Linked DNA regions of Gossypium hirsutum: region 1 is linked to region 2. A link is a contact called in public Hi-C data. All regions are on one chromosome and are shown on one strand. Each heading gives the region's core, a stretch centred on a gene start, on an enhancer-like site or on the middle of the called end of the contact. The rest is flanking DNA. Distances are from core to core; before and after follow the strand shown. Region 1 holds the start of LOC107959772 (protein LONGIFOLIA 1). Region 2 has its middle 16 kb from the start of LOC107959768.

Region 1 (4,592 bases), core at 1,573-4,072, 100 kb before region 2:
TTTCTATTCTTCTAATAATTATTTTAATTAAATCTATAAAATTAAAAATAAATAATTTAACAAGTTGAATCACTAATTCAATTTCCGATAACCAAGAAAGATGAAGGCACTTTTAAATATGTATATATAACAAACAATTAGTAGGTATGAAGGAATTGAATAAAGCTGGCATATTCACGACTTTGTGTCATACAGCATCATTTTCTCTTGCTCAAAATTTTGCTATTGACCTTACTACCTTTTATGGCCCATTTCCCATTCCCTGCAAAACCTACTTTAACAAACACGTACCAGACACACTATCATTGTCAATTACAAACAACGTGAAATTATAAAATTAAAATCAATCAGAATCCCAAATATGATGATACCACATTTCAAAGGGGGAGATAAATGTCATACACATAGTATGACAACTACAATAGTGACATATCAACTCATTTGAACCCACCAACAGGAAGGTCCCTATGAACCCTCCCTATTTTAGGAATCTTTCTTTTGAAGGCTCCATCAAACCAAGTTTCAATTGTGTAAGATTAGGCCTTCCTAACCATTTCTGATTTTATCAAAGATATGACTGCTTGGGTCAAGTTGATAAAAAGGTAGATATTTTTAAATAAAGTTTAAAATTTGAGTATTTTAAATAAAATTAGGAATTTGAAATAATAACTTTGGTTTAATCAGTGGCTATGGGATGCATGAGGATGTCAGGCCAATAATGATAATAATAGTAACAGTAGGAAATGCATGTGCAGTGTAGGTAAAACTCTTGCAACTAATGAACTGTCAATTTGATAGACCCCTTTTTCAATCATTGCAATCATTAAGCTTTAATATAATCTCCAAATTTGGATTCAAAATCACTAATCTCTTTTGTGGTTGAATTGCTTCATAGTACTCCACATTTGTATTAATGTTAATTTTTTTAGTAATTATTATTTGTATTATATTTATATAAAGAGGATGTTGATTCGAATTTGTTGAAGTATATTTATATTCGCATTTAAAATTTAAAAAAATTATGAATAATTCTAAACTTTATATATATATATGCATAATTCAAGTTTTGTATAAATAATATATTTTTATATTTATATCGTGTTTATTATGTGTTGTATTTTAATTATTTCTCAAATCCATCTTTATATATATGGCAAGGCACCGTAATTTTTCATTTTAGGTCAATATTTTAAATAGAAAAAAAATGGTTTCTTGGTTACGAAGCCATATTCACCAATGAACAGCATCTGGATGTCATCCCTTAATTTAGTATAGACAAATTAAACTAAAATGCATATGAGGAAAATATGATCATCCATTTTCCCAAATTTCAACTTCATTGATTCGTAAATAACTCCAATTCTAAATATATATTAGAATAAATAAAGTTTTGTAAGAGTATTACATAAAAAAAAATGAGCTCGATTTTCACACCTAATGTCATATGTTGAAATTTAAATTTCTTCAATAATAATTAAAAATAAAAAAATAATTAAATTTATAAATTATTCAAGTAAAACTTCAAACCACTCAAAATTTGAGTATTTGCAAAAAAAAAAAAAGAGAGGGGAATGATGATTGCAGTACATAAATCCACTTTCTAGCAAGATGGTGAAGCTGGTTGCCACTGTCTGACAAACTCCACATGGTCATGGGGGGAAGAGGTCTAAATTGCAGACCCACCCACATTATTTTGTTCACATGAAAGTGGGAGAAAATTCCCAAAGCGCATTTGACCCACCCTTAACCTAATAAGTTTGTACACTAATAATTCAAAATATTATATAACTTTTAAACACGATTAGAATGTTTCAAATTTATAACAATTTGATCTACCTATGGTTCTTCACATAATCACACTAGAAATGTCTATAACTGGATTGAATTCTTGCACTTAACATTATATATATTTGATAAGTTAAGTCTAATGCTTAAATTTTGTTTAAAATTATTTTTAAACATATATAATGAATAAAAAAAATTTGAATGCTAACAAAGTGTCTTAACTACTACTCCCTTTAGCTAATGGCTCTTGTATAATAATTTTATTACATTATACTATTATATATTAATATTTTATGTGATATAAACTACATAACATATAAAAATATTATAAAATTAAAAGGGTTGAGCCAAGTTGGACATAAGACTAGTTTAGTAATGCATTTAAAAAGTATTGTAGAAAAGTGCGGTTGAAAAGTGCTTTTGAAAAGTTTAGTTTAAGATTTAAGTGTTTAGAATTACGGTCAAAAAGTGCTTTTAATAAATAAAATGTTCATTTTTAAACTTGTTATTATCAAGTAACAAATATGTATTTAAATAATGTTCAAATTAGTTAATATTATTATATTTTAGTAAGAATAAAAAAATTATTATAAGTCGTTAATATTTTAATATATGAAATATAAATTTTAAATATTTTTAAGCAATAAATATTATTTTTTATAAAATTTAATTAGAATATATATGAATTATATTTTAAATATTTAAATATAACCATTAAATATTTACAATTAGATATTAACACATTTTTATTATTTTAAAAAATATTTTTATTTTTAATTAATGCTTCTTTTCAGAAAGTACTTTTGAAAAGGTAAAAATTTCAACTAAAAACAGTTTGTTTAGTACAAGTTTTCTTCCAAAAATATTTTTGGAGCCAAAAGTATTTTTTTTTAACCCCCACTAAACAAGCCCTTAGTATATTGGAAGTTTAATTTTCTATGGAAGACTATTTTTAATCTTAATATTAGGATGCACGACTCTACCCTATGATAAATCTAAATTCACACAGCGAACTGTCTTTATTTTCCAATTATTGAGGTAGTTTGTTGAAGTCCTACATTCCAAATCTGAAGTATCCGCTTCTTAGGCATACATTAAATGTTATAATATTAGAGGAAAAGAAGTAAGATTTTTCACATTCCCATTGCCTACATATGCTAGAACTTAACATCTGTTTGTGCAGTAAGAGGTTCCATTGCGGTGTTTGATAGGTTAGCTAAGTCCATAGAAGGTGGTCACTGGGGACCCTTTGGGTTATTGTCTGCCTTGTTCAGGGAAGCCCCGAAGAAAACGTTTTTAATCTCATTCCAAATGCAAAGAATGGTAATGTGGGGCTATACCAATCTCTCTGTGTATCTTTAAATTTGTCCCTTTCAGTCTTCTCTGTTATTTACTAACATAATTCTCTGAAACCTCACATACAGTTCCAAAAGAAAGAAATATCCTAGTTGCAGGGGTAGAAAAAAAAAATCCTTTACAAGGTTTCAGAATCCTAGGATGTTTAAGTAGCTAGAACATACTTGGAAAAGAACCCTTTACAAGGTTTTTGGCAATGCATGTGGCATTTTAACCTTGTGAAGAGACGTTGAAAGTACCCAGAAGTTTTGTTTGGGAGCTAAGAAAGTTCAGGTTTGGTTCTGCTAAAAGTTTAGGATGTCATCAAAGTTTATGTATTCTTTGTCAGATGAAAACCCAGATTTGCAGAAGCAGATTGGGTGCATGAATGGACTATTCCAGCTCTTCGATTGCCACCATTTCTATGGTAACCGGCACATTGCCAGTCCAAACCGCAAAAGGCTTCCCTCAGGTACTTTTAATTATATTTACTTTTTTTTCAAGAGTGTTCAAGGTTGTAAAGAAAGATCACCCTCAGGTTAATGTTTCTGAATTTCCATCATGAATGTTATAGGCTATGTTACTTGACTCAAGGGTAAGTGCGTATCTTTAATTTCTTCTTATGTCTTTTCATATATTTAGAAGATTCTATACCTCATAGTTATGTTTGAATATGCGTTAGACGTAACACGGATTTTAGGCCTAGAGAACTTGTGAGTTTTAAGAGGTTTCCAGGTTCTGCTAATTTCAGAAACATGTTTTAACTCCAATTTGAAAACACTAACATAGTGGATTAGATTGGAGTTGGAACACTTTCTATGCAGTAACCAGAATTTGTTGTTTCAGTAATGTGCTTGTAATTGCTAACCTTCTAATGTCTAAAATCATCCAGATTTCTTCCTTCTATGGCTGACATTCAGTGTTTGACTAGGTCAAAATGGCAAGCATGGAACAGAAGCCAAGACTGGTTCAGACAAGATAAAAGTAAGAAAAAATACTGGTCACTTAGGTCTATGGAGGAATTGACAAAAATAATTAAGGTTAATGTAACTTACATTGCACCTGCAGGGAAATAATCTGAAGAAGACTATGAAGGAGAAACAAAGATACTCCTTTGAATCACCCCGAACCTTGTTGTCTTCTTCCTCTTGTTCATCCAGTTTCTCACCTGCTGACTGCAGAAAAGAATCTCTAGTAGACCGATCTTCATCAAGCCAAACTGCCTTCCACGAAACCCCGAGGAAGGAAATATCCAGTCATCGATCAAATGCTTCTTTGCAATCAAGCCAAAACTCCCTTAACCTCCGAGATGTGGTTAAAGATTCAATCTATAGAGAAGCCTGTGGATTACCGATTAAAATTGCAACAAAAGTGGAAGCGGGGCAGCACCAAACCTTGAAGTATATAGATTCCCCAAGGCCTTTGCAGTCACCAAAACCTTCAAAGACGAGGAACACCAGTCTCAATGAATC
Region 2 (4,540 bases), core at 1,605-4,104:
ACACTTGGACCTCTTAGTATAAAGCTGATTAGACCTCAACACTTGGATCACTTCTCGTAAATGCATCAAATATCAACCCACTGTTGAGAAATACAAGAATGTCATCAAAGAAAACAAGAATCGATCTCATCAGAAAGAAGCGAAATATTGAATTCATCAGCGACTGAAAGCTGGATGGCGCATTGGTCAAGCAAAATGGCATGACCAAGAATTCATAATGGCCAGCATGAGTTTTAAAAGCTATTTTAAACACATCCTGTTCCCACATGCAAATCTGATGGTAACCCGAACGCAAATCCAACTTAGAGAAGAAATTTGCTTGCCCCAATTCATTAAATAACTCTTCAATAATTGGAATCAGAAGCCTATATTTGATAGTCAGCTGGTTAAGCTGTCTATAATCAACACAGAGCCTCCAACTACCATCTTTCTTTTTGACCATCACCACAGAAGATGCAAATAGACTATTGTTGTCCCTAATTATTCCTGCTTGCAGCATTTCTTGTATCAGTTTCTCAATTTTTGTTTTTTGAACTGCTAGATATCGATAGGGGTGTATTTTAACAACTTTAGACTCATCGATCAGGGGAATCCTGTGATCTCGCAATCTAGCAAGAGGTAAATCGATTGGAACCTGAAATATATTCGTAAATTCATCTAGCAAATCTTGTAAATCAGGTGGCAATTGAGCTGGCTGCATTGTGAGGGCAGCCTGATCACAAGAAGTGAATAGCATAGGACTTGGTCTATTACCCACCAAACTCAAACATTTGGAAAGTTGACTGCTGGAAATAAGTTGAAATGAATCTGGTAATGTACCCTTTAAATTGCAATCCTATCCTATATGAGTGAACTTCATGGTCAAATTGGAAAAATTCCATATAATCGGCCCAAGAGATAGCAACCAATGAATACCAAGAACCAAATCAAATCCCTTTACTGATAAGATTAAGAAATCAGAGGTGAATTTGTATCCTTGTGCTTCCCAGGAAACTGCTCTACATATACTCTGAGTAGATAACCGAACCCCATTTGCTACCATCACTCACAATATACTTCTTACCAAATTCAACCTTTTAGCCACCTTAAGATCGATAAAATTGTATGTGCTACCTGAGTCCACCAATGCAGTCACTCAGTGTTAATTTGTATCCTTGTGCTTCCCAGGAAACTGCTCTACATATACCCTGAGTAGATAACCGAACCCCATTTGCTACCATCACTCACAATATACTTCTTACCAAATTCAACCTTTTAGCCACCTTAAGATCGATAAAATTGTATGTGCTACCTGAGTCCACCAATGCAGTCACTCAGTGTTATCAATAACTGCTGGAAACCTCATAGTGTTATGGCCTTGCAACCGCTAAAGAGCATGTAAGGACAATACAAGACTCGCTGGAATAGAATCGACTAAGTCCAATTGATTGGAAAAATCCTAAAATTCTTCAAAGGAGGAACTCTTCATATCAGAACCTTGTTCCCATACTGGTTCAATAATAAGTTGATACAATTGAGACTTAGAGCATTTATGACCAGGTGAATACTTCGAGTCACACCAAAAACAAAGGCCCTTCTTCCTTCTATCCTCCAACTCCGCTTGTGACAAGGACTTAGATGGAACTCTTTATCCTAAACTACCATTCACCAACCCCCTGCTAAAGGAGAGTTCCACGTTCCTTGCTGCCCTCTTGAAATAGGAAACAGAGGTCGTGACGAACTACTTGCACTACCAACAGTAAACCCCTTCTTCACTGGTCCCAACACAATATTCTTAACCTGCCAAGCTAAATTATAACCCTCCACCAACGTCTGCGGCTTAAATAGCCTGAGATACTGCCCTATTTCAGTTTTCAAGTTGTTGATGAATATGCTTAAAGCATACGATTCATGTAAGTACAACTGATTCAACAAACTAAAAAATCCATCATGGAACTGGCCAACAGTTCCATGTTGTTTAAGTGTTACCAGCTCGGTCATGGGATCAAGAAAGGAATCAGTTCCAAAACGTTCCTTAATTCCTCTAGCATACATCTCCCAAGTTAACTAATGCAACCCTCCATGTCTTTGCACAAAGAAATGATGCCAGTCTAATGCCTTTCCTTCCAAACGCAACATAACCACTCTAACTTTAGCATGTTCACCTATTTCTTCTGCCTCGAAATACTGTTCCAACTTAGACCACCAAACTCTAAAATTACTACCATCAAAATGTGGACAATCCACTCGAAAAGAAGTATTTCCAACTTCCACATTTCCTCCTCGCGAGGACATATCGAATGGCCTAGATTTGCATAGGCGATACCATGAGGTGTTCCTTTGCCGGAAAACCAGGAGGAGAACCTAAAATACCCTTCCCTTTACCACTCATCACACCTGTAACCGTAGCTGGAGGGTTTTGCCCAAAATACTGTTCAAATAAAGAATGAAGTTTAGATCGAAGTTCAGATCTTACCTCTGAACGAATCTCAGACTTAATTCCCTCCTGCAAATCCTTTAGACGTGCATTAATCCATGCATCAAGCTGAGAAAATTGAACCTGTAATTGAGTGAGTTCTCCGTGCATCATGCCAAATTCCTTCTGAATTCTTGTAGTCACTCCCTCCACAGTCATGAAAATCGACAAGGCTCTAATACCTTTGTCATGGAAAGAATCTGAATAAAAAATATATAGAAGAAGAGAAGAGAACCCAAAAGAGAAAAGAGAAGAAAGATTGATAGAAGAATAAGAGAGAGTACTGGAAATTCTGTCTTAAACTTTTCATAGCCATTTTTATGTTCCTTTTGTCAAGTATATATGGAAACCAAATAACAACTCGTACAAACCATACAATAGACCAAAACACATCATTTAACTAATACTAAAACCGCACCATTTCACCAGAATAGAAATGAGATAAAACGCAGCGTACAGCACAAGAGACTTAACAGAAATAACAAAAATATGAAAATATGAAAACCATTCCATAACATTATGTAAAGGGATATTTTCTACATAATTCTTTCTACATCCCGCCTTTTGCAGAAAAGGATCGCCGCATGGACTAATTGCAGTTCTTGTCTCCCTGCTTTTGAATTCTCCCCGATTTTGAAATTTCATGCAAATTAATTGCCAAATAGGTACTTTTCTTCTTACATTTTTTTTAATTTCGATTTTAAATCCTTTTTTAATATCATTTTTTATTTTGATTTATTTTATCCTATTGATTTTGATTTCTCCTTTTTTTTTTGGTGTTTTAAGGTTATTTATAAGGTTATATAAAGAGATATTTTCTACATAATTCCTTCTACCTCCTGCCTTTTATAAAAAAGGATCGTCGCATGGACTAATTGCAGCTCTTGTCCGTTTGCTTTTAAATTCTCCTCAATTTTGAAATTTCAGGCAAATTAATTGCCACATAGGTACTCAGCTTCTTACATTTTTTGTTTTGATTTTAAATCTTTTTTTAATCTCATTTTTTATTTTAATTTATTTTATCCTATTGATTTACATTTCTCTCTTTTTTTTTTGGTGTTTTAGGGTTATTTATAGGGTTATATAAAGGGATATTTTCTACATAATTCCTTCTAAATCCTGCCATCAGCAGAAAAGGATCGCCGCATGGGCTAATTGTAGTTCTCGTCCCTTTGGTTTTGGTTTCTCCCAGATTTTGAAATTTCAGGCAAATTAAGTGCCAAATAGGTCCTTTGCTTCGTACGTTTTTTATTTCGATTTTAAATCCTTTTTTAATTTCATTTTTTATTTAGATTTCTCCGTTTTATTATTATTGTTGTTGTTTTGATTGTTGATTCGATTTTAAACTTTATTGTATTTAAATTTTAGATTGCTTTTTGCTTTAATTATTGTTTAAATGTTGTTTTTCTTGGTTGGATAATTGTGAAATGTGGTATATTGCTTTATTTTGTTTGAGTAATGTTAGATTGTATTTTATTCCATGGTAATTTCTCATATTTTATTTTTACTTTCTATTTTAGAAGTAATGTTAGATTTGTATTATATCCCATGGTAATTCTCATATTTTATTTCTACTTACTATTTTAGAATTTGTTGTTTGGCATTTTGTTATTTACTGTATTTATCATTTTAGATTTGATTAGACATTGTGTCTTAATTTAAGTATTAGGATTATTTGTGGTTTTCTCTATAGTTGGTTAGTTTATTTTTTATTTTCATACTTTAAATTTAAATTAGTTCATTTTTGGATCTCGGATCTAAATATTAGGTTTCTCTTGATTAAATTTTTAGAAATTAGATTTTAGGACTTTTAGATTGTAGGTTTTAAAAATTTTTATGTTAAGTTACATTTAAGGTTTTATTTCTTTTAAAAATTAAATTAAGTCTTTCGGATTTAATATTTCATTTTTAATTAGATTTTTTAATTTTTGCAACCAATTATATTTTTAATTAAGATCTTAAAATTAGGTATTAAAATTATATTTTAGGATTTTTTAATTTTTTTAATTTTTAAACTTTAAATTAAAATTTAGGCATTGAACCAAATTTAGATTTGTTAAGTTTTTTTTTTTCTTTTTATAGCTT

The links. A called contact is a pair of places that touch in the nucleus more often than the background predicts.
Region 1: a Hi-C map of leaf shows a contact between it and region 2, with 2.6 times the contacts expected there. The contact joins the promoter of LOC107959772 here to the enhancer-like site in region 2. A contact is called at or near these places in 7 of 34 Hi-C or Micro-C datasets (callus, leaf and seedling).

What each region holds. Positions count from the first base shown.
Region 1 is chrA05:103,058,268-103,062,859 of Gossypium_hirsutum_v2.1, reverse strand. LOC107959772 (protein LONGIFOLIA 1) reads left to right here and starts at 2,822. Exons shown (of 6, transcript XM_041114335.1): 1 at 2,822-3,108; 2 at 3,210-3,592; 3 at 4,052-4,104; 4 at 4,189-4,592. The coding sequence starts at 3,439.
Region 2 is chrA05:102,957,900-102,962,439 of Gossypium_hirsutum_v2.1, reverse strand. No RefSeq gene overlaps it. Among protein-coding and RNA genes, the nearest start is that of LOC107959768, 16 kb to the left of the region's middle. Within about 2 kb of position 2,854, at least 6 of the 9 cell types and tissues checked have an H3K27ac peak or open chromatin away from gene starts, as enhancers often do. A contact at or near this core is called in leaf, where this site is marked.